Regions from separate parts of the Mus musculus genome. Here all the other regions are linked to region 1. A link is a contact called in public Hi-C and HiChIP or PLAC-seq data. All regions are on one chromosome and are shown on one strand. The core of a region is the stretch at or near the end of the contact, and the rest is flanking DNA. Distances in the headings are between cores, read along the strand shown. Region 1 holds the start of Dlx6 (distal-less homeobox 6). Region 2 has its middle 42 kb from the start of Gm52888. Region 3 overlaps Gm20619 (predicted gene 20619). Region 4 has its middle 20 kb from the start of Gm52889.

Region 1 (4,762 bases), core at 208-2,707:
GTGGCGCTGTAAGGCTTCTCTTCTCTGGGCCCGAGAGCGGTTTCTTGGCCTGGCTTTTCCCAACGCCTAAAGCTATACCAGAACCACCCGGTTGTTTATGTGACCAGTTAGTTTTGTGTCACCCAGCTGCAAGCTTAGTGCTTTAAGTCCCTTCTGTATGTTTGAAATGATTCTGCTCGCGTGTATCAAAGCCCAGACACAGAACACAACCAGGAGCTCAGAGCAGCTCCAGAGCAGGCTGAGACTCTCTGGACAACGGAGAGCTATCAACCCCAGGCCCTCTGCTTCACTTCCAAGAACAAAGGAGCAGCCAAAGTACTACTGAAAACCCAGAGAGAGGGAGCCAGGTCTGGGGACGTGGGGGGGACACCTCAAAGCCCACGAGGGAAGATTTTAAAAGCAAAACAAAAACAAAAGACAAAACCCAATGTCACTAGTATCTATCGGCTGCAACAGCTTCGTTCCAAGTCACCAAGGGGCACCAAGTGCCCCAGGCAAAGTAGGCCACCGCTCTCCCAGCGTTGAGATGGGAAGCCTTAACTAGCCCTTCAGTCCTGGCCCAGAATTGTCTCCAGTTCTGATAAATGCGGGTCCCAGCAGAGAGGGAAGGGACAAGGTAGAGGGCACACAGACCTGGTGGGCTGGAGGGCGCAGTGGGGACCGTAGAGCCAGGCTAGGGCACAGCCTGGAGGCTCAATGGGAACCACAAGCAGGAGGCGGAGGAGCCAGCGGGCCTCGGGGTGAGCCAGCCGGGGGTCCACGGCGGCGGGAAGGGGCCGGGCAGGGAGAGGCCGGCAGGCAGGCGCCAGGCGATCGGGAGCCCACGGGGCCCGACTGGGGGCGCACGGGGCCGCCCGCAGGAGGGGGCCGGCGGAGGCCCCGGCGTGGAGGAAGTGAGCGGGGCGGGAGGGGTCGGAGGCAGTGGGGAGGCGGGCGAAGCTAGCTGCCTAAGCGGCCTCTCACCTGTGTCGTCCCCGCGCGTCTGGGCGGCCGCGCTGCTGTTGTGGTAGGACTGGAGGTAAGGGCTGTGCTGCGAGTGGCTCATGTAGGGGTAGGCGGCGAGCGATCGGTGGTTGTAGGAGTTGCCTCCGCTCGACGCGTAGGGCGAGCCGTGGTGGTGGTGCTGGTGGTGGTGATGGTGGGAGCCGGCCGCCGCCGCCGCCGCCGCGGCCGAGTGCAAGCAGTGCAGAGGGTAATGTGCGCCTGCCATGGCCGGGGAGGTCTGCTGCGAGTGCGGCTGCGGCGGCGGCGGCGGTGGCGGCGGCGGCGGCTGCTGTTGCTGCTGCTGCTGCTGCTGTTGCTGCTGCTGTTGTTGCTGCTGCTGCTGTTGCTGCTGCCCGAACTCCATGAAGGCGGATTTGGACGAGTCCTGGCCTTCCAAGCCGTCAGCCATCGTAGTCATGGTCATCATCAAAACTTTGGGGGCTGGAGAAAGCCTTCTCCCGGGTTTCTTTCACCCTCCCCCACTTGGCTCGCACCGCTCTCCCCTTTGCAGCCACCTTAGCTCCCGGGATCCTTGCAAAAAAATAAAAAAAATAAAAAATAAAAAAAAATTTAAAGGAGGGGGCAGAGGTGGTTCTCTTCCTCACTCTTCTCTAATATATACATATATATATTTAATATAAAGAGATATAGTGAGCAGGGCCTTGTTAACCCAAAGGGAGGAGGAAGGGGGAGGGATGGGAGAGGAGAGGGGGGAGGGGGAATCTGCTCTCTTCTCCCCCCCCTTGCTTTTCCCCCCTTGGATTTTTGGGGGCTGGTGCAGTTTAAAGCAGAGATTTTAAGGTGGATTCTGCGAAAGTTGCGCGTCTGCTTTCAGACTTGATGCAGACGCCACGAGTCGAATGGTTTGTCTCCAAAGGGCAGCGCCTTCCTATTGGTCAGTCGCCCCCTGACGTCACAGGCGCACCGCTTCTACTGGCGTGTGCGCTGCTTGTGGAGTTCTTCGCCTACCTTAAGCAACTAACTACAAGCTCAGCCCAGAGGTGCAACCTGGGGCCGCCCGGAGCTAAAGGGGAGCAGCGGTGGAGGGAGGCGCCCGGTAGGCTGCAGACGCATCCTGTCGAAGCTCCAACCCTGCTCCAAGCCCTTGTTTCCAGGCTTGGAGACTCGGAATAGCCTGGCTGGAGGCTGATCGCTTTCAATTCATTTGCACCCTTTCAGGTTGCCTGTGTTCAGAAGCAGTGGCCCTAGCATTTAAAACCAGATCCCCCCCCCTTCACTTGACTTTCCCCCTCCCTCAGGACCCCAACTCTACTCCCAAGGGAGCACTTTTGCACTGTGGGTTTTTCCAGAAGTACTTTATTAATGCCATTGATGGAAGAAAAACCTCTATATCTGGGCTCCAACTCATGGCAAGGGTCGGGGATAGTAAAGAAAGAAAAATCAGACCCTGCTCTGTTGAGATTCCTGTTGTTTTCGGCCCTAGTTCCTATATATTGACCCCCCCCCCCTCAACAGAGGAGGAATACCAACTACCCCCAGAACGCAGCAGCCTGCTCTGAAAGCGAGAGTCGTTGGAGGGCTGACAGGAATGCATTTTCTTCCTATTGAAAACAGAAGCTACTGTAATGCTTTCAAATATATGCAAATGATACATGCGGTTAGTGGTTTGGCAAATCTTGATTACAATATAAACTACCCAAGTAAAAGTGCCTTCGTCCTAAATTTGTCTCTCGATTACAATTCCAATTGATTTTATTTTATTGTCAACATTGTTAATGATAAAAATAGAGTCGTTTTACAGTTATTTTTACTTTCTGGAAGGAGGCAATTAGAGTTCTAATCAGGAATACACAAAAATCTCCCATGATTAACTGCAGTACTTTGTTCAAATTGCTGCTATAAAATTCAGAACAATTTGCCTGTAATGATTATGGACTGGGTTTATTTTGGGAGGTGGAATAAAAGTGGATATAGCATAAATTATCCTCTAATTATACACCAGTGTCGCTTCAATTATCCTCTTATCAAAATGGTTGTCTAACTGCCGCATTTAGTTTCAATTCTCTCCTTTTTTTCTATAAAAAGAACTTCATACCTTGTTATTATTAATCCATTTATTATTTGCAAGGGGGTTTATATCCGCACATCCAGGTGGTAGAACCACTTCTGTTTCAAAGATGGACTGGGGAAAGACATTAAGTTTGGAGCAGCTCAGTGCTACGGATCTAGCCTCTCTCCCTCGGGTCTCCAGACTCACTTGGTCCAAGCTGCGGAGCAGGGACAGCGGAGCTCAGGCGGCCACGTTCAGGCCCAGCCACCAGGTAGGAGAACCGGATCCAACTCTAGGCTTGGGGAGGGACAAGCAGGTCCGCACCGGGTCGCGTCCTGGGGCGGCAGGTAAGCTCTAGGAGCTTGCGGGGCCAGATGATAGAGACTGGGTGGGAGAAATCTGAGGACCCCATCCTACCCCCCTGGGCTCGGTGCCTGCTTTCAGTGGGTACAGGGAACAAACTGTGAGCTTTTGGCCACAAGAGGAAATGTGTGGGGTAGCAACCTTGTGTGGTGGTGTGTCTGGAGGTTGCGGAGGAACTAGTCTGTCTTCTTGGGAAAACTACTGGATCGTTTTTGCACCGTATGTTGTCTGTAGCCCATAAGCTACACAGCCCCAGGAATCCTAGAATGAGATTTGTGGTGCTGTTTGCCACTAGAACTCCGGGAAAGGGTGATAGTAGACAGAGCCTCACAATTTCCCGTGGCGCAGGAGTTACTGACTGCAGCTTATGTTAATTGATTTCCCCAGCTAGCGGCCCGGGGTCTCCTGGTACCCTCAGGCCAGTTTGCCTTTTCTTTTTTCCTTTCTTTCCTTCGGAGGCTCGTGGCCAGCCGGTTTTCTCCAGAGTTTCGCCCGCAGCTACATTGGCGCTCTCTTCCATTACCCAGCCCGCCACGCTTAACTTCTCGAGTCCCGGGTGCCGGTTCAGTAACTCTGAATTCATTTTTAAGTGGCTCCCTTGTTCCTTCCCTTTTAACAAGAGGTGCAGTTTAACACGCGAACCTGTAACGCGATCCGTGCGTTTACATATCGGCAGTGAATTAAAACAACAACATCTTCTGGGAAAATGAAAGATAGGCTGGGTAAGGTAGTGGTGGGGTGCTGAAGGGGAAGTCAGGGAAAGAGAAGCACCCTCTCCCCCGGCGGTGCACCCGGGCTGCGAGCCCAGCTCGTAATGTCCTCAAAGCCAGCAGATAGACATGGCAGTTTTATTGCTCTATACCCTGCAGCTTGCTGTTAACACGATGGAGGCGTTTCTCTCGTTTGCTTTTCTGTGTCTCTGCCGTAATGTTCGCAGGTGCACTGCTTTGCCCACTAACTCTGATAGCATCTGGATGACGGTGGTGGGGCCGGGAAATGTCCTCTCACCACCAAGCGCCAGATTCAAGGCGCGCAGCAGTGTCTGTTTGCAAAGGGATTTCCCCGTGTTTGTTTAAAGTGTGAAGAAGCCGCGATGGCTGGGATTGTCCGTTTATGTGTCTCTCCGTTCCTGGGGGTGCACTGTGCAGCTAGAGGGTAGCTGTGCATTGTGTAGGTTTTGTTGAAATTTGCTGGGTGACCCAAGCTGGGCTTTGGGAAACAAAGTAGTGAGCAAGGGGGCCTCACTCGGCTGGACAGCGGTTTCGGTGTTCTTGTTCGGGATAGAAGCCTAGGAATAACCGTCCCACTTCCCAGGAAACAGACGGCGGAAGACTAGCGTGGCCCAAAGGTGGGCAGCTAGTGCTTGCCACAATGTGGCCTCTGCCCCCAGCAAAAGTGCAGTGT
Region 2 (5,050 bases), core at 486-2,985, 430 kb after region 1:
AGTATTTATGTTGGTTTTCCTTTACAGTCACTGCCTTCCTTGTTGACTCCCTCCTTTGATTTATTTCATTCTTTGTAGACAATTCCTCAAGAAGCAACTAGGTCAAAGTCTCCACCCCCATAAGTTTGCCGCTGGTGCTGGGCTCTGTGCCTGTCTCTCCTCCATCCTCCTTCCTAGACACTGATCTGCCTGGACCACAAGTTCATGTAAGAAGCCTTGTTTCATTAAACTCATCTCAGGCAGAACTTTAGATAGTTTTGCATTTCCCTGATGCTGCTCACACACTAGTGACTTTGCTTCATTATATTCTATGCTGATCTTCCCATCTGAGCGACATCTATCACTTACCAACCAAGCTTCTGACCAGCAAAGCCTGTTCTCTGCTCTCTGCTTCTCTGATGGCTCAGTGTGGCAGCCATAGTGCATCATCTGCTCAGACCCCTTCGGGTACCACTGTCAAGTAACAAAGAAGCCAAGGCTCCCTCGAGAGAGACTGAAGGATGCAGAGGCTTGGTGTTGGCCCATCCTGTGGGATACAAGACTCAAAAAAAATGCAGCTTCTCGTTTTCAGCTTGGTTCTTGTGGCTGCCAAAGCATATGGCCACAAACAGGGTGGGTTGAAACAATGGGCGAATATGCTCACAACTCTGAGACCAAGAGTGTGAACTTGAAATTCATGGCTTCATCCCAAGTCTCTGAGGGAAAAGTGTATGTTTTTTGTCTAGTTTGCTGGTGCCTGCCAGCAGTCTTTGTTGATCCTTAATTTATATTTGTATAATTGTCTTCATATGTTCCTTCTGCCTGTGTGTGTGTGTGTATGTGTGTGCTTGTGTGCTCCCTAGTACAAAGATAGATGTCATTTGATTTAGAACCCATGTAGATGATCCAAAATTATTTGATCCTAAGACCTTAGATTGAATATGCAGAGACTTTTTTTCCAAATAATGATACAGTCACAGGTCTCGGGTATATGGGGCAGAGCAGAGGTAAAAGCATTCAATCCGCTCTGCTCAGGAACTTCAGGAAAATGTGGCCAAAACTTTCCCAGGGATATGCTGTGATCAGAGACCTTCCTGGCTTCACCTGTGGCAGGTCTGAGTGCTTCCAAAGGTCCTACCTGTCCATTCGTACTATTTTTAATCTTTGTATTCCCTTAATAAATGTCTGTAAGTCTGTGTTCATCTTGGTGACTGTTCTCTTGGAGAGGGCAGGGAAGGGTGACTGGGACATACAAAATCTAATATACATTTAATTTGCTTTGTGGTTGTTTCGTCTGGTTTTTGAGACAAGGTTTCTCTGCGTAGCCCTGGCTGTCCTAGAACTCCCTCTGTAGACCAGGCTGGTCTCAAACTCAGACCTCTTCCTGCCTCTGTTTCCTGAGTGCTGGGATTAAAGAATCACTGTTACTTAATGAACACCAATGCTTGTCTTTATTCTTTCCCTCTCACTTCAGTACAGGAAGAAACTTGCTTTCCTATGTTTGTTGCTTAAGTTTTTGTCAACTTGATGCATGTTTTTTTTTGGGGGGGTGGTTAAGGAAACAGGAATTGAAAAACTGCCCCTATCTGATCGGCCTGTTGGCAGGTCTGTGGTATATTTTCTTGACTATGACTGGCTTGAGAAGGCCCCGCCACTGTGAGTGGTGCCAACTCTCGGGCAGGCAATCTGGGGTTACATAGGAGAGCAAAGTGAGCAAGCTAGTAAAAGCTCGTTCTTACTTCATTTTCACCAGTGTGTGCTGCAACATCATAGTTAATACATTACCATAAACATGAATTGACAGCCCACGAATGTGTCCATCTGAAGAGGGCAAAGACTAAAATCCATTCTTTATGACTGGAATCATAAACCATTTTTGCAGCCACAGTCGTAAATGCAGTTCAGAAAATATTAGAGCACTTCAGTTAGTAATTGCATTTGCCATTATCAAGTGCTTGGTAATACAGTACTTAGCTATTCTAAAGTCACTCAGGTATGCTAAAGAATTACACATGAATCTGGGCGAATTGCTGTATTTAGCTTTCCTCAATTATAGAGCTATGTATTGTTTGCAGGTATTTTTAACATCAAGTCCCTGAGATATGAGCATCTTACTTCGGGTTTTTTTTTTAAATTAATACTTTTGATTGACAAATTATAATTGCATACATTTATGGGATACAATGTCATGTTTTGATATATGTAAACAATGTAGTATGATTAAATCAAGGTAATTAACATATCGATCATCTCACCTATCATTTTTCTATAGTGAGAATTTTTAATTTGCTCTCCCTTTTGAAATATATAATTTATAGTTATTGTCTATAGTGGCCCTGCTCTGAAATCTTTCAAAACCCATTTCTCTGGCGCTTCTGGAATTTTCTTGCCTTGATCAGTAACTTGCCATTTCCTCCCTCCCGGACACTTCCAATTTGGTCTCTTCAAATGTATGAAAGTCCACAAGGAAGTAAGACTGTGCAATATTTAGGCATTGTACCTGCCTGTGTCACTTGGCATAATGTCATTGGCTTCAAATTTCCTGCTTTTTAAAGGCTGACTATTATTCCACTGTGTGTAAGACACGATGCATGTTACATTTTTTAAAAAATCATTGACAAATATTTTAGGGGATTTCATACCTTTGCTATTGTGAATAATTTTGCAATGAATGTGAGGATGGATATTGTATTGACTTCAGGTGTGTGTGCAAGTGTGTGTGTGTGTGTATGTGTGTGTGTGTGTGTGTGTGTGTGTGTTAGCTAGAAGGGCAATTCTAAGCCATTTGAAGGTCCCTTCTGGGAAGCCTCCTTACTGTTTTCTATAATTCCCGTAGTAATTTACAACTGCACGGAAGATGAATAAGTTCATTTCCTCTGTACCCTCCCTAGCACTTTCCACCACTCCTTTCCTTAAATATGAAAGCCACCCTTATGGTTATAAAGGTGAGATCTCATTATTGCAATCTCCCTTTCTCTAATGACAGGCAGAGTTTTTTTTAAACATTCACCCTCTATTTTATTTATTTATTTATTTACTTACTTACTTATTTATTTACTTATTTACTTATTTATTTATTTGGTTTTTGGTTTTTCAAGATAGGGTTTCTCTGTGTAGCCTTGGCTGTCCTGGAACTCACTTTGTAGACCAGGCTGACCTCGAACTCAAAAATCAACCTGACTCTGCCTCCCAAGTTCTGGGATTAAAGGAGTGTGCCACTATGCCCAGCCAAATGTTCACCCTCTATTAGATGTGTGGTCTGTTGGTATTTTCTTATATCTGTTGTCATCTCTTCACTTGACAGAACCCTTAGTTGCCCGCAGCTTTTTAGTGTGATATGGTGCAGCTCATCCAGTCCTGCTTCTCTCTTGCCTGTGTTTTCATTTTCTTTTGTTATTCTTTCAGGATCTCACTATATAGTTCAGGCTGACCTAGAATTCATGATCACCTTGCCGTTGTCTCTCAAGTGCCACCTGGTAAGTATGCACCCGCATATCCCAGCTCCACACCCATGTTGGAGAGACCACTCTTTCAGCATTATATTATTGTGCCTTTGTCAAAAACCCAATTGACTGTGAAGGCATGGATTTATTTCTCAGCATTCTACTGTACGTTACTGGTAAATGTGTCAGCTCTTAGGACAATGCCATGTTCTTTTGATCCTTATCACTTTATGATGTGAAACCAGGAAGTATGCTACCTCCATTTTTTTCTGTTTACATAGAGAGTTTTCAACATTGAGGGCATTTTATGGCTAACAGGAACTAAAGAGGTGGAATTTGCATTTATATTAAAAATATCATTGGTAAGCTAATTTTGGTGGTGTATAACTGTAGTCCCCATACTCTGGAGGTAGAAGCAGGTGGTCTGGGAGTTCAATGTCACTGTCAGCTACACAGTGATTCCAAGGCTGGTCTGAACTTCCTGAGACCAACCCATACCTCAAGAAATAAACAAGCAAGGCCAGTCATGTTTTGATTCACATCACCCTGAACATGAAGATCTTCCTGGGGGGGGGGGGGAGGGCGGGGGCAGCCATTGTCACAGCAGTGATCCTTTAGGTCCACGATATACTGTCTTTCCCCATTTTTTTGTGTGTTGTCTTCAACTTCTCTCATTAGGGTATTATAATGCTTACATATAGTGTTGTCTTCCTGGTTGAATTTACACCTCAGTCTTTAGTTTTCATGACTATAAATTTGATCGCATCCTTAGCTGAAGAAACACATCTTTTTGTATCCCTATTCAAAATTGCTTTTCATCTCTGTTCTGCCCAATTATCCCCAAAGCAACTTTTGCAGGTGCAGCCATGTTGCTGTCACTTTGTGTCTGTGTTTGGGCAGGACCTTCTGTCTGTTGCTGCATTGGCTGTCTCATGGTTGTGTATTTTGAACCATTGTTTTTAATACCATGTGCTTCTATAGGCTTAGCTTCTGACCATACAGCACTTACCATATAGCATCAACATTGCCTTGTCCCACTATTAGCTCACAGCGAACTCGAGCTGTGATTTATGAGTTTGATGTCAAGCTTGTTTGTGTAGCTTGCACCATTTAACTTATGTTGGCTACCCCTATTGTTTTTAGAACTTTGGGGGTTTTAGCCCTCTTAGTTGAGATGAAAACTCCTTTATACATGTCTTGGAGATAGGACTTCTACTGCTATGGCACCCTGACCATGACAACTCTTTTAAAGTAAAACATTTAAATGGGGCTGGTTTACAGTTCAGAGATTTAGTCTATTATCATCAAGGCAGGAAGCATGGCAGCACACAGGCAGACATGGTGCTGGAGAAGGAGCTGTGAGTTTTACATCCAGATTTGTTAGGCAACAGGAAGAGACAGACACACACTTCCTCCATAGTACCAAATCTAGTCCAACAAGGCCACACTTTCTAATAATGCTGTGAGCCTATGAGAGCCATTTTCTTTCAAACTACCGTAGCACATCAATCTGAAAGTATTAGAGAATTCTGAGTATGACTATCATTGCTTATGCCATGTGTGGTTTTATGTTTTCTCATGGTAATCTTTATTTCTTGCTGTTATACATGAATAACCTTCCACTTTAG
Region 3 (5,508 bases), core at 2,153-4,652, 500 kb after region 1:
TCTCAGAATGAAGTAATATAGTTCTTGCAGGACCCACTTAGGTCTAATTTAAAAAACCAAAAATGCCTCTGCCCAGCTAGGCAGTAGTGGCTCATGTCTTTAAAACCAACACTTAGGAGGCAGAGACAGGCAGGCAGATCTACAAAATGAGTTTGAAGCCAGCCTGATCTACAAAATGAGTTCCAGTACAGCCAAGGCTACAAAGAAAAACCCTGTTCAAAGAGAGAGAGAGACAGAGAGAGAGACAGAGAGAGAGAGAGAGAACCTCTGCCCATCCTGCAACCTATGTCTCAGTCAGAAACCAAGATAATATGGCTTCTTATTCATGGATATTCAGCTTCAAAACTATGAGTAAAATAAAATGCATACCTCAAAATATTTGTATACAACAACAGAAACAATAATATACCAATGACAGCTTTTTTACATTATAAACTTGGTTATTAGCTGCTTTGTGTTGTACATTTCATTTAATTGATGTTGGATTTTGATTTGCTACACATTTGGGTTACCTGGAATAAATTTAGAAACCTCAAAGCTTGCTTTTCAAAAGTGCTAGGGTATATTCAGAGAGGCTTTGTGTCCTTGTAATGTTTCGCCAGCAAAACACACTCGGACAACCAGGTCCTTCTACAGAAGAGCTTTATTGCTTACTTCTCAGGAAGACCCCGAACCCTGAAAATGGAGCTGTTTAAATACCCCTCTGTGTGACATGTCAGCTCCTGATTAGCTGCTCACCCATCACCCCACTATTACACCCCGGGATGGGCAGTGACTTGGCACGAATTTACTCCTGCACCTGCGCACATTGCTTGTTTACCAGTTAGGCACTGTGGAAGCCAGCGCCATCTTGAAATGGCGATTGCTCACGGCTCTCCACAGCTTTGGACTATAACTAATTCAGTCTACCTTTGCTGAGGATTCGTCTGATGTCTCTGATGCTGTCTTCCCACCATGGTTGGTAGGAATATGAACGAGCTGCTTCATCCCATTTGCTTCACGAGTTCTCTCCAGTGGTCCTTTCCCTCACATCAATCTTTACTCTCATGTGTGTACAAATCAGTTCTCAGCCAGAAACTTGTGGACACCTCTCCAACATACAATTTCTAGGTAATCACTTCTTCATAATAATGCCCTTTAAATATTGGAAACGGCTTATATACTTGTTACAGAAATAATTGGAAAGGAGATAAATATTTCTTTAGAATACATTTATTATTTATGAGAAACATCACTCTCTCTCTCCTGATTTTGCCCTTTTTTCTTTCTCATATCCCATCTCTTCCTGCTTTTTCTCTCTTTCTGAGTGTTTCTGTGTGTGTGCGCGCGCGCGCGCGCGCGTGTGTGTGTGTGTGTGTGTGTGTGTGTGTGTGTGTTTCTCTGTGTATCTCTATCTCTCTATCTCTCTCTGTCTCTATGTGTCTCTGCGTGTCTCTGTGTGCCTCTGTCTCTCTGTCTCTCTTTCTGTCTCTCTCTCTGTCTCTCTCTCTGTCTCTCTCTCTGTCTCTCTCTCTCTCTCTCTCTCTCTCTCTCTCTCTCTCTCTCTGCCAGTAATGCTTGCTTTCCAAACCTCTGTCTATCAAATTCTAAGTGTCTTGGCCTCCATGAACGCCAGTTCTGCCTCTCTCAGCTGGACCACAACGTTGGGTTGCTCCTCTAGACGTTCATCCCTGACACACTGCAGTCATTAAGCTGCTATAATCATAGGACTCACTTCCTGTGCTTGCCTTCTCGCAGGAAATGACAGTTACCTAGATGTTCAAGGTGGAATACTGAATCCAGTCTTTCTGGCTCCATCCTCGCCAGAAGTTGAAATCTTTAGCTATTATTTCCAAAAGCTAGTTTTAGGTGCAAACTTTACACATCTAAAGATAAATTTAAAGAAATAACAAATGCAACATATGGAAGAATGTGCAGGCTCGTGTGTGTTATTAAATAGATTCCTCAATCTAGGCATGCATTATGTTTGCTGGGTATTTTTCTGTGTGTCTGTGTGTGTGTCTCCCTTCTGAAAACATTTCACTTTTAGATTCTTGGCTCTGGGCCAATTTTGTGTAAAAGCCACAAATTTTGAAGCTTTTATATAATTTTAAATCCTAGATAAGATACAATTATGTCTTTTGTGAATGACTTAGTCAATTAAGGTTTTCCTAAAAGAAGAAAATTTGATTTTGTTGTTGTTGTTATTTTACTCTGGCTATTAATGCCATGCAATCCCTAAATGTTGAAAGTAAAGTTCTCCTATATGCTGGCATTGCAAGAACCGTTTAATATACAGATGAAGCCCAATGCACGGGATGATGATGCAAGGAAGGGATAAACTTTTATACCTCTTCACGCTTATATTAAGCATGATCACATTACTCAAAGCTCAGTTAGCTTGTAGAAGGTCTGTGTCTGTAAAAGACACAGAAAAACCGCACACACATGAATGGTGTGAGTTACACTAAACCTTTTGCTTGAACAAGAAGACATATTTATACAATGTTTACTCTGCATACAGAGAATTGGAAATCGTAAAGGGAAACTGAGGAATTCATACTTAACAAAAATTACCTTTGAAATTTAATCGCTGCATTTTGAGGCATACAATGAGATTTTACATTTCCTCACTGAGACATTTATTGTTCCTGCAGAAACCGAATTATATCTTATTCCTAAATCTGTCTTCTATTAAACTAAAGAAGTCCATAAATCAATAATAACCTTTCAGATATCAACCTCTTCATAATTATGTCTTCCATATCTATGTAATTGTTTGCATATTTTATATTAAAACAAACAGGGCAAGGCACATTTTGCTTGATTGGAAGGAGGGTCTAAAGATTTTAGTTGGTTTTCAACATTTGTGAAATCTGTTTTTATCCTCTTTTCCATTACATTTAAAAGTTAATCTATTTCACACAAAGAAGCAAATAGATGCGCTGATGCAGATCAACTCTCCAGGAAAAAAACAAAAACCAAAAAACAGACAAACCAAGTTGTCCATTAGAACTTGATGTGGATTCTATCATAGTATCATAGTATAGTTTCCACTAAAAACAACAGCAAACTTGTCAGTTAAAGAAATGTGTGATTTTAGTTGAATCAGGATCTGAGTATCTTTCTGACAATTTCTCTGCGTGTCTCAACAGGAAGTGGCTGAATGGCCACTCCAGATTGATCTCAGATTCAGAAACACCAGCATCTTGAAGCTGCTCTGTTTGTGGCGTGAAATGACAGCAACCAGAGAGGCCTGCGGCTGCTTTCCTCGATGCCTAGTCTGTGTGCCAGCCATCTGTGTTCATTTAGACTGTGTGTGTGTGTGTGTGTGTGTGTAGGTGGAGAGGGTGGTGAGTGGCAGAGCTCAGGTTGCAGGTCTCAGCATGGGTTTTGATACAGAACTAGACCTTCTGCCTGGTGCCTCTCTAACAAGACCCCTCATCTGCTGGGCCCTCCAGAGAAGTAATTTCACCAAGACCAGCTGCGAGGGGAATGTTTCTTGTTCTCTTTATTCAAAGTGAAAGATGTTAAACAGAAATTTTCAGAAGCACTTTTGTTTGGAAAACGGGAACGGAAGATCACGGAAACTGGAAAACATCCATGAAATTAGCCCGAAATCATGGCCAATACTGATCATTTGCCGACAAGCTGTCTGTCAGGGAAACCACAACAATGGTTTATTCAGGGCATCCTGGGGCAACAGTGCTGCGGTGGCACTAACCACACATTGGTCCAGAGGTTGACATTTTATGTTTTCACTTTTGTCATTGCAATAGAGGGTCCATGGCACACTAGTAGCAGGAGTCCTCAAGTACTCATTGCTTTCTTTCTCAGATGTAATCCACTAGTGAGAATTAAGAGAGAATATAGATTTAAATAAGACCCCCGAGGACCCGCAGGAGTCCCTAAGACGGGAAACGGGAAGAGAACCAGACACAGGCCACACTTCGTCTCACTGATCTCAAACTTGGTATACACTTGTTAAAAAGCTCATTTTTTGTCTATGAATAGGAGGTGGAAATGAGCGAATCTGGCTGTATACATTTGTTATTTATTATTTATAACTCAAAACCTTAGCAGCCTATAATTAATATGCATACCTATAAAATTTCACAATATCCCTATGGCCTTTAACATTATTGCAATATTTATTCAAAGAATCTCTCTTCTCTCCCCTCCACTCCCCTCTCCTCCCCTCCCCTCCCATGTCCTCCTCTTTCCTCCCTCCCTCTCCTCTCCCCTCCCCTTCCCGCTCCTCCTCTCTCCTCCCTCTCTCTTCTCTTCTCCCCCCTCCCCTCTCCTCTCTTCCCCTCTCTTATTCTCCTGTCTTCTTTGCTCTCCTCTTCACCTCCTTACAGTTTCAGACCCTGTAGCTTTCATTGCTCTGACCTTCTGGGAATGTCCTTACCATGTATCCATCAATACTGCACCTCTAAGCCCATACCTAATTGGTTGCCATGCCCAATCCTGGAGCTCACTTTCCAAATGTCACATCTGCCTACAGCAGAGTGATTTCTATTCCCAACTTAGTGTCAAGTTATCCATTTATTATTAAAACTAGGTTTCACACTATTAAAATTAGGTGTGGAACTGTCCTTCTTAACTTCTGCCCAAGGGGGATATTTTCTGTGTATTAACAGGACTTAAAAGCTTACTCTGAAAATAGCTCCCAAACTCAGGCAGAGCCAAGAGCCCTTCCTGCATCACAGAGCACCGGGTTTCCAATACCGAGAGCAATGGGGCCCTCAGAAGAGCAGGAACACTTTCAGAATGCTTCACATACTTTGAGAATTACATAAGATGAGAAACAGACTCACCTGGGTAGCATTTCATCTTAAATATTTGCTGGTCCAAGTGTGCACACTACCATGTAAAGGATTCATAAGGAACTGTTATAAATGGCTGTGCCCTCGCTGTTCTGGAATTTGACAAATACCATGAGAGCTTTCTTCTTAGGTAAAAGCAGTCTCATCCTATGGTACTGATAAAATTCTTTTTCCACATTTTGAAATTTGCAGATTCAAGTTACTGAGTCTTTCTTTCATGAATTGCCCCTCTAGAAACTTCCCAGAATCTTTACAAGTCGCAGGTCAGAGACTCGGTCCTCAAGAGCTGTGTACGTGGATGGAGGAAGCAAAACCACTTCCTGTAAGAGAGCAATGAAGACTGTATACTGTTGTGCGATGGGATGGAAAACAGTTCGGCTTGGATTAGGTGCCTGAGTGAAGATGGCAGAAATCTGCTTGGAAAAGGTTGGGATCTCTGGAATGAAGAAAAAAATGCAAGAAGCAAACATAAAATGCTGGTGCCTCTGTATGACCCAGCAGGCTTTGTGCTACTGAAGGTAGGAAAGAGTCCTGAACTGAAGACACTGTGCATTCTATGGAGGAAAAAGTTACTTCACAAATTTGTTATTTTACAGTGGAACATCTTCAGCCTTTAGAAAGAATGAAGATGTGTTGTTCACAGGAAAACTAGAGAGTCAGAGCAGCTACAACTAGAGAGCCAGAGAGTATGTCTAAGAAA
Region 4 (5,520 bases), core at 2,533-5,032, 320 kb after region 1:
GATGGGAGTCATGTGCTTCTGGGTGACTCACTTGGAGTCACGGGCTCCAGTCCAACATAAACAAAGCCCTCTCCAAGGCGGGCAGTTTGGTTTTCTAAAATTAAAACAATAAAAAAAAATACTCCTAAAACTAGATTCTCCATCCTGACATGAACATCACATAAGAACACAAATAGACTGTCTGAGCTACAGCTTTCACAGTGAACTTAAAAGATTTAAACAGTGTAGTCCAAGCACCCAATAGTCTTGTGTTCTGGAATATCCTGAGTTGGAGATGTCAGTTCAGGTCTTGTGTTCCAGACATGCTCTTGCGTTTCCTGCCTCTGGACTTCTCTTCCTCATGCAGATCCCATGGCCTGAGCATGCCTTCCCTCCTTGTTCTCAGTGTATCATCGCTCTCGTTTTCACCCCATCCTCACTTGGAATCCCTTCTTTTACTCTCAGTTTGGGTTCATTGCTCCCCTAGTTTTGCATTTTACTCGATATTTTTTTCCTTAATTTTATCCCTTGGGCATATTTAAGTAAAATGATTTGCTTTACAGAGTCTTTCCCCTCTTCACAAAAATCTAAAGCCCTCATGGTTGTGAGCTGTCTTTATCCAGCATTGTTACCTCTAGGCCAAGTAACATTCTTAACAAATGTCAGGCAAACCAAACTCAAATGCGTGAAAACCTCAAAAGAAGAAGTAGAAAGACATGGTTCTATGCGAGCTTTGGAAGTGAGAACAGTTGTCATTATTAAGTTGTCATATACTATTAAGTTGTCATTGAAACAGAGGTATACCCCAATTAAACCATGATCCAGCCATCCCAGGAAAAGGTAAATAGAAGAACAAAACTGGACCTGAATCTTCCTGCCGACTTCCAATTCTGACTTCCAGTTCTAAAGCAGGTTGTTGATTCAGCGTGCTTTAATTAGTTTGGCTGCTAAATAGCTGTGAATCTCACACTCATGGAACCTTGTGGGGCCTGCTATTCTGACCGAGTCAACACAAACGCAGCTCATCATGAAAACCTTTGGCCACTTGTACAGACATTTTCCTGGACTCAACAAGAAGCATGTATTCCCATAGGGCAAGCTACTAGATTTCCTCCTCCATATCGTGAGCTATAAACACACTTTCCCGTTGACGTTTATTAGAAAGTAACGCAAAGCAGATTGCTGGGTTTGGGCATGTATTCTGTGGACATTCTGTAGCAGGCATATTCTGTGTTCTTCTTGTACCAGGCTGATGGCATATCCTCTCAGGTTAAGTCCTCAAATCCTGCTCCACCATTTTAATAATTTCATTCACTTAACCTTTATATGGATGAAGTGCTTGGCTCCTGTGTGCTGGATAAATGAATGCTTCATGTTACAGTTTGGTCTGGGATCTGTCAGGTAACATTACAAGAGGTTGGAACACCAACACTGCGTCACACTGGGACGAGCTCCAGAAGCATTTCTATTTTATTATACCACCCTCCATCTCCCTATCTGGATTCGTTCTTCTCATTTTTGCCATCTGTCAATAGACTTGAATGAGGTCCTTAAGCACCTATGCTATCAACAGGTCAGGGTCATTTTTTTTTCATTGTAAGACAAGAATGTATTATAAAGCAGCATCTAGTTTAAATTATCCTGTGATTTTCCCAAGGCTAAGTAGTAGTGTATTACTATGATTATACAGTTAGAATTACTCCTGTAATTCTACTATTTGTGACAAAGAAATTGAGTTGTGTGTTTGTGTGTGTGCATGCACGTGTGCACATGGACATACATGTGTGTGTGAATGGTGGAAATTTTTATTAAAAATAATAATTTGTGATTTGCAAAAATTCCATTAATTTATATTTTCAGTACCTTTAAATAGAAGTTTAATGGAACATAGCCACAATGATTATTTTACCTTTTACCCACTGCTTTGAATCAATGGAGTTGAATATTTATAACACAGTCATGCAAAATCTAAAGTATTTCCTAGTTAGCTCTTTATGAAGAAAGTCGTATGTCCCCTGACATAGAATAATGAAACCGTTTTCACATAAGGCTTCCAGTGCAGATTTTCATTGCAGGACTAGTATGTTAGTATCCACGTATTACCATAGCAGCATCACCCTGTGTGGGACTCAAAACAACAGGATTTCCTGCTCCCCAGTTCTCAAGGCTGGAAGTCTGAAATCAATGCACCATGCTCCTTCTGATACCTAGGAACTAGCCTTTCCTAGCTTCTCATGGTGGTCTTCCACTCTGGGTTCCAGCAATGTCCTTATCTTCACATGGTGTTCTCCCTATGTGTCTCTGTGTGGCATGGCCATCTTATTACAGAGTCACTAGTCACATCAGACCAGGGGTCTACTCTACTCCAGTAAGATTCATCTTCAACAATTACACCTACGACAGACCCATTCCAAATAAAACCATAAGATGAAATAAATGCAGGGATAAACATTCCAACATATTTACTTGGGGTAGGGGGGTTTAAGGTGAAGGGTTGGAAATACAGCTTATGATAACTAGCAATTTGGATCCTCAAAAAGGGTTCATCTAAAGGGAAGAGAGAGTTAGTGGTTTTTTTTCCCATTTTTTATTAGGTATTTAGCTCATTTACATTTCCAATGCTATACCAAAAGTCCCCCATACCCACCCACCCCCACTCCCCTACCCACCCACTCCCCCTTTTTGGCCCTGGCGTTCCCCTGTACTGGGGCATATAAAGTTTGCGTGTCCAATGGGCCTCTCTTTCCAGTGATGGCCGACTAGGCCATCGAGAGTTAGTGTTATAAGCAAGACTAGAACCTGGGACTCTTGAGTCTGTAACTGGTGAGTAACTGTGGCTTCCACTGAGTTTGGAATACAGCATAAGTTCAAAGTCAATGACTCTCCCACATCAAATGTACACTTAGCTTTACCAAACACTTTTCTAGAAATACCAGTTTAAGCATTAATCATGAAACCTACTATTTAAAGCGTCAGGCTGTAATTGGCTAAAATCCCTAATGCTGCGACTTTTACTTATTGATTAGAAAGAACAAACGAGTGTGGTGACATTTATTTTTACCCTGATTTCATTTATCAGTAAACATTCTAGAATACAGAATGTATGTACTCAAACGAATATACTCAATCTACACTATCTGTCAGCAACTGTCAAAGTTTAACATTCTTCCTTTGACTGACATCCATATGAAGGAATATTAAGGACAAAGATCAGCAAGATGAAGAATAACCTGTTTCAGAACTCGAAGAAGTCATTTATCTGATCACTGAAGCCCCCTCTTTTTTTTCTTAATAGCTATCACTTTTATTAACTCTGGGAAGCTTAAAGTTAATTCCTTTTCAAGGTTATTCTGAAAAGGTGGGTTTCTCCTTTATTAGGTAGGTCTGGTGGTAATAGCTGTTTGAAAAGAAAAAGATAATTTTCAGTGTTCAGATATCATTAAAATGTGGAGTAAGAAAAAAGAATCCCTTCAGAACTTCAGAACTATAGGTTCTAAACACAGTAGATAAAGAGAGATGTTGGTGTTATGCTAAGACAATGAGAGAGAGAGAGAGAGAGAGAGAGAGAGAGAGAGAGAGAGAGAGAGAGAGAGAGGTTGAGAGATTAATCAGGTATTATTTACTGACAAACACTATTCCCTACAGTCTTTTTCAAGTGGTTTCACATTCTGATATTATGGGGAAGCCTGGGTGGTTCGGACTAAAGAAAGCCATCAGTATGCTTTAGCAATGTTGTTCTCTTGGGCTGCATCCAGGCTTTCTGGTTTACTGCTTTGGAAGATGTTTCTGTTCCATCTGCCAGCATCCAGGCAGCTGGGCATGTGGCTGAGAAAGCCCGGAGACAAACAGCCCTGAATGAACCTTCAGCAATGAGACTCAGCCACCCAAAACCTAAAATAATCACGAGATGGAATGATTGCGCTTGGAGAGGAGAGGCTGACAGTAGGATTGTTACTGCATAGAAACCTTCACATTGGCTGTGGCTGTGAGGTAATTAATTGTCCTCGTGTATGCCTTTGAAGTAGATGGAAGTGAGGGAAAATTACCCCATTTGACTGATAGAACAACTGAGAGGAGAGCAGCTAACTTGCATGTGGTTACCCAGGGAATAGTTGGCTGAGACGCCAGGATTCTTGACTCCAAATTCATTGCTGTAACCACCAGACTGAAACCAGCCGCCAAAGGCTATAATTTGGTCTTGAAGCTGTGGCCATAGTTTAGAACCACAATAGTGAGAGAAACACACTTTAAGGAGGACCTTGAAAATCTCTCAAGAGAATTATGGCTCTTTATCGGTGTTGATTATGCAACGCTCGCAATGAATGAAGGTTCTGTCCCTACCATATTTTGTGGGTTTGGGTTAGGCTGTGTCACTCTTAGGAAACTGGGAAGCTTTGCTTCACCCTTGAGCCCCAGTTTTTTTAGAATTGTCTTAAGTTCATGATGCATGATACAATGTGTTAACATTATGCTTTAAAGCGCGCAGAAGGATATGAGGTTTGATAAATATAGGAAGTCGGGCTAGTGAGAGAATTGGAGGTTTGGAAACTGGGCAAACTTCATGGGGGCACTTGGGTAATTTGGATTGGGCCTAAGGGAGACTAAAAGCCTACAGGGATCTAAATGGACATAGGTCTTGCATAAATACACACTTCTAGCTCTCTTGAAGCACAAGTGTGTACAGAGTGTGACAGAAATCCGGTTACATGGTGAGTACCAGGCTCAGGTTCTGGAAAGGAAACCTCAGACATCACAAGATGGGTTTATGTCTTTGGGTTCCAGGCTCAGAAGTAGGTACTGTCAATATTCTATCTTGAAAAGAGTAAAAAGAAGAGCAAACTGAGCCCTTATATTAACAATTACATTGTTGAGTACCCTAGGAGCTGAGTGCTGCATTATTCATTTTCATTCCAACTCTCAACCCTATAAACTGGGTTTAAATCTGTATAATTTATTATGGGGAAACTCTAGAGAGGTTGACAGGCATGGGTGTCATAGTAAGACATGAGATGGAGAAAAGCTATGAACCCGGGACTCCAATTCTACTGCTCAAGCATTATGTTCATTTTTACCACATGATGGACACATTAGGACCTGCATTCACAGGCAAAAGGGAACGGACCTACCGTTTAAGACTGGCACATACTTCCGTGAAACCAACTTTCCAATTTCAATTATAAAGACAGCTCTTTCACTGTATAATTTCACAGGATCAAACTTTACTAGCTATTCCCAGCCATTGTTCTTTAGTAAAAACACCAAACTCACCAATACCTGTATAATGTCTAAGAAAATTAATTCTGTAATATTTCCTAATACCTAATCTGTGCTTAGATTTTCACAAGTGAGCAGAAAATCTTTCATCTTGCCTCTTGATGTTGCTTTCCAAACAGTTATGTCATCATATGGCCATCTAAATATTTATGTTCTAGCCATATGTTGCTCCCAAGGTTGGTTAATGGAGTTTCTTATTGTACAGGATAGTGGTTAATGCAGCGACTCATTACTGTTAAAGTGCTGAGAATAAACCACTGTAAGTAT

Evidence for each region. A called contact is a pair of places that touch in the nucleus more often than the background predicts. HiChIP or PLAC-seq counts read pairs in DNA pulled down with a chosen protein or histone mark.
Region 2: a contact with region 1 is called in a Hi-C map of uterus, with 5 times the contacts expected there. The contact joins the enhancer-like site here to the promoter of Dlx6 in region 1. A contact is called at or near these places in 8 of 39 promoter capture datasets (the 3T3-L1 cell line, the C10 cell line, frontonasal cranial neural crest and 3 more), 2 of 484 Hi-C or Micro-C datasets (both in uterus), 6 of 115 datasets of contacts at active chromatin or transcription factors (craniofacial prominence, embryonic forebrain, embryonic limb bud and 3 more) and 1 of 9 other capture datasets (adipose tissue).
Region 3: a contact with region 1 is called in an H3K4me3 HiChIP or PLAC-seq map of craniofacial prominence, with 10 times the contacts expected there. The contact joins the enhancer-like site here to the promoter of Dlx6 in region 1. A contact is called at or near these places in 9 of 39 promoter capture datasets (3T3-L1-derived adipocytes, HPC-7-derived erythroid cells, cranial neural crest and 6 more), 3 of 484 Hi-C or Micro-C datasets (cranial neural crest, embryonic fibroblasts and palatal mesenchyme), 7 of 115 datasets of contacts at active chromatin or transcription factors (craniofacial prominence, embryonic forebrain, embryonic midbrain and 3 more) and 2 of 9 other capture datasets (adipose tissue and liver).
Region 4: a contact with region 1 is called in an H3K27ac HiChIP or PLAC-seq map of SST interneurons, with 3 times the contacts expected there. The contact joins the enhancer-like site here to the promoter of Dlx6 in region 1. A contact is called at or near these places in 1 of 39 promoter capture datasets (the C10 cell line), 1 of 484 Hi-C or Micro-C datasets (nephron progenitors), 7 of 115 datasets of contacts at active chromatin or transcription factors (SST interneurons, craniofacial prominence, embryonic forebrain and 4 more) and 1 of 9 other capture datasets (embryonic stem cells).

Annotation. Positions count from the first base shown.
Region 1 is chr6:6,860,029-6,864,790 of GRCm38.p6, reverse strand. Dlx6 (distal-less homeobox 6) reads right to left here and starts at 1,457. Exons shown (of 4, transcript NM_010057.2): 1 at 964-1,457. The coding sequence starts at 1,411. The region is part of intron 1 of Dlx6os1 (distal-less homeobox 6, opposite strand 1); the gene reads left to right. It overlaps Dlx6os2 (distal-less homeobox 6, opposite strand 2), which reads left to right. Exons shown (of 1, transcript NR_002839.2): 1 at 1-994.
Region 2 is chr6:6,430,051-6,435,100 of GRCm38.p6, reverse strand. No RefSeq gene overlaps it. Among named protein-coding and RNA genes, the nearest start is that of Gm52888, 42 kb to the right of the region's middle. Within about 2 kb of position 1,735, at least 7 of the 459 cell types and tissues checked have an H3K27ac peak or open chromatin away from gene starts, as enhancers often do. A contact at or near this core is called in uterus, where this site is marked.
Region 3 is chr6:6,362,070-6,367,577 of GRCm38.p6, reverse strand. All of the region lies in intron 3 of Gm20619 (predicted gene 20619), which reads right to left. Among named protein-coding and RNA genes, the nearest start is that of Gm52888, 25 kb to the left of the region's middle. Within about 2 kb of position 3,402, at least 8 of the 459 cell types and tissues checked have an H3K27ac peak or open chromatin away from gene starts, as enhancers often do. A contact at or near this core is called in craniofacial prominence and second pharyngeal arch cranial neural crest, where this site is marked.
Region 4 is chr6:6,542,688-6,548,207 of GRCm38.p6, reverse strand. No RefSeq gene overlaps it. Among named protein-coding and RNA genes, the nearest start is that of Gm52889, 20 kb to the left of the region's middle. Within about 2 kb of position 3,782, at least 9 of the 459 cell types and tissues checked have an H3K27ac peak or open chromatin away from gene starts, as enhancers often do. A contact at or near this core is called in SST interneurons, where this site is marked.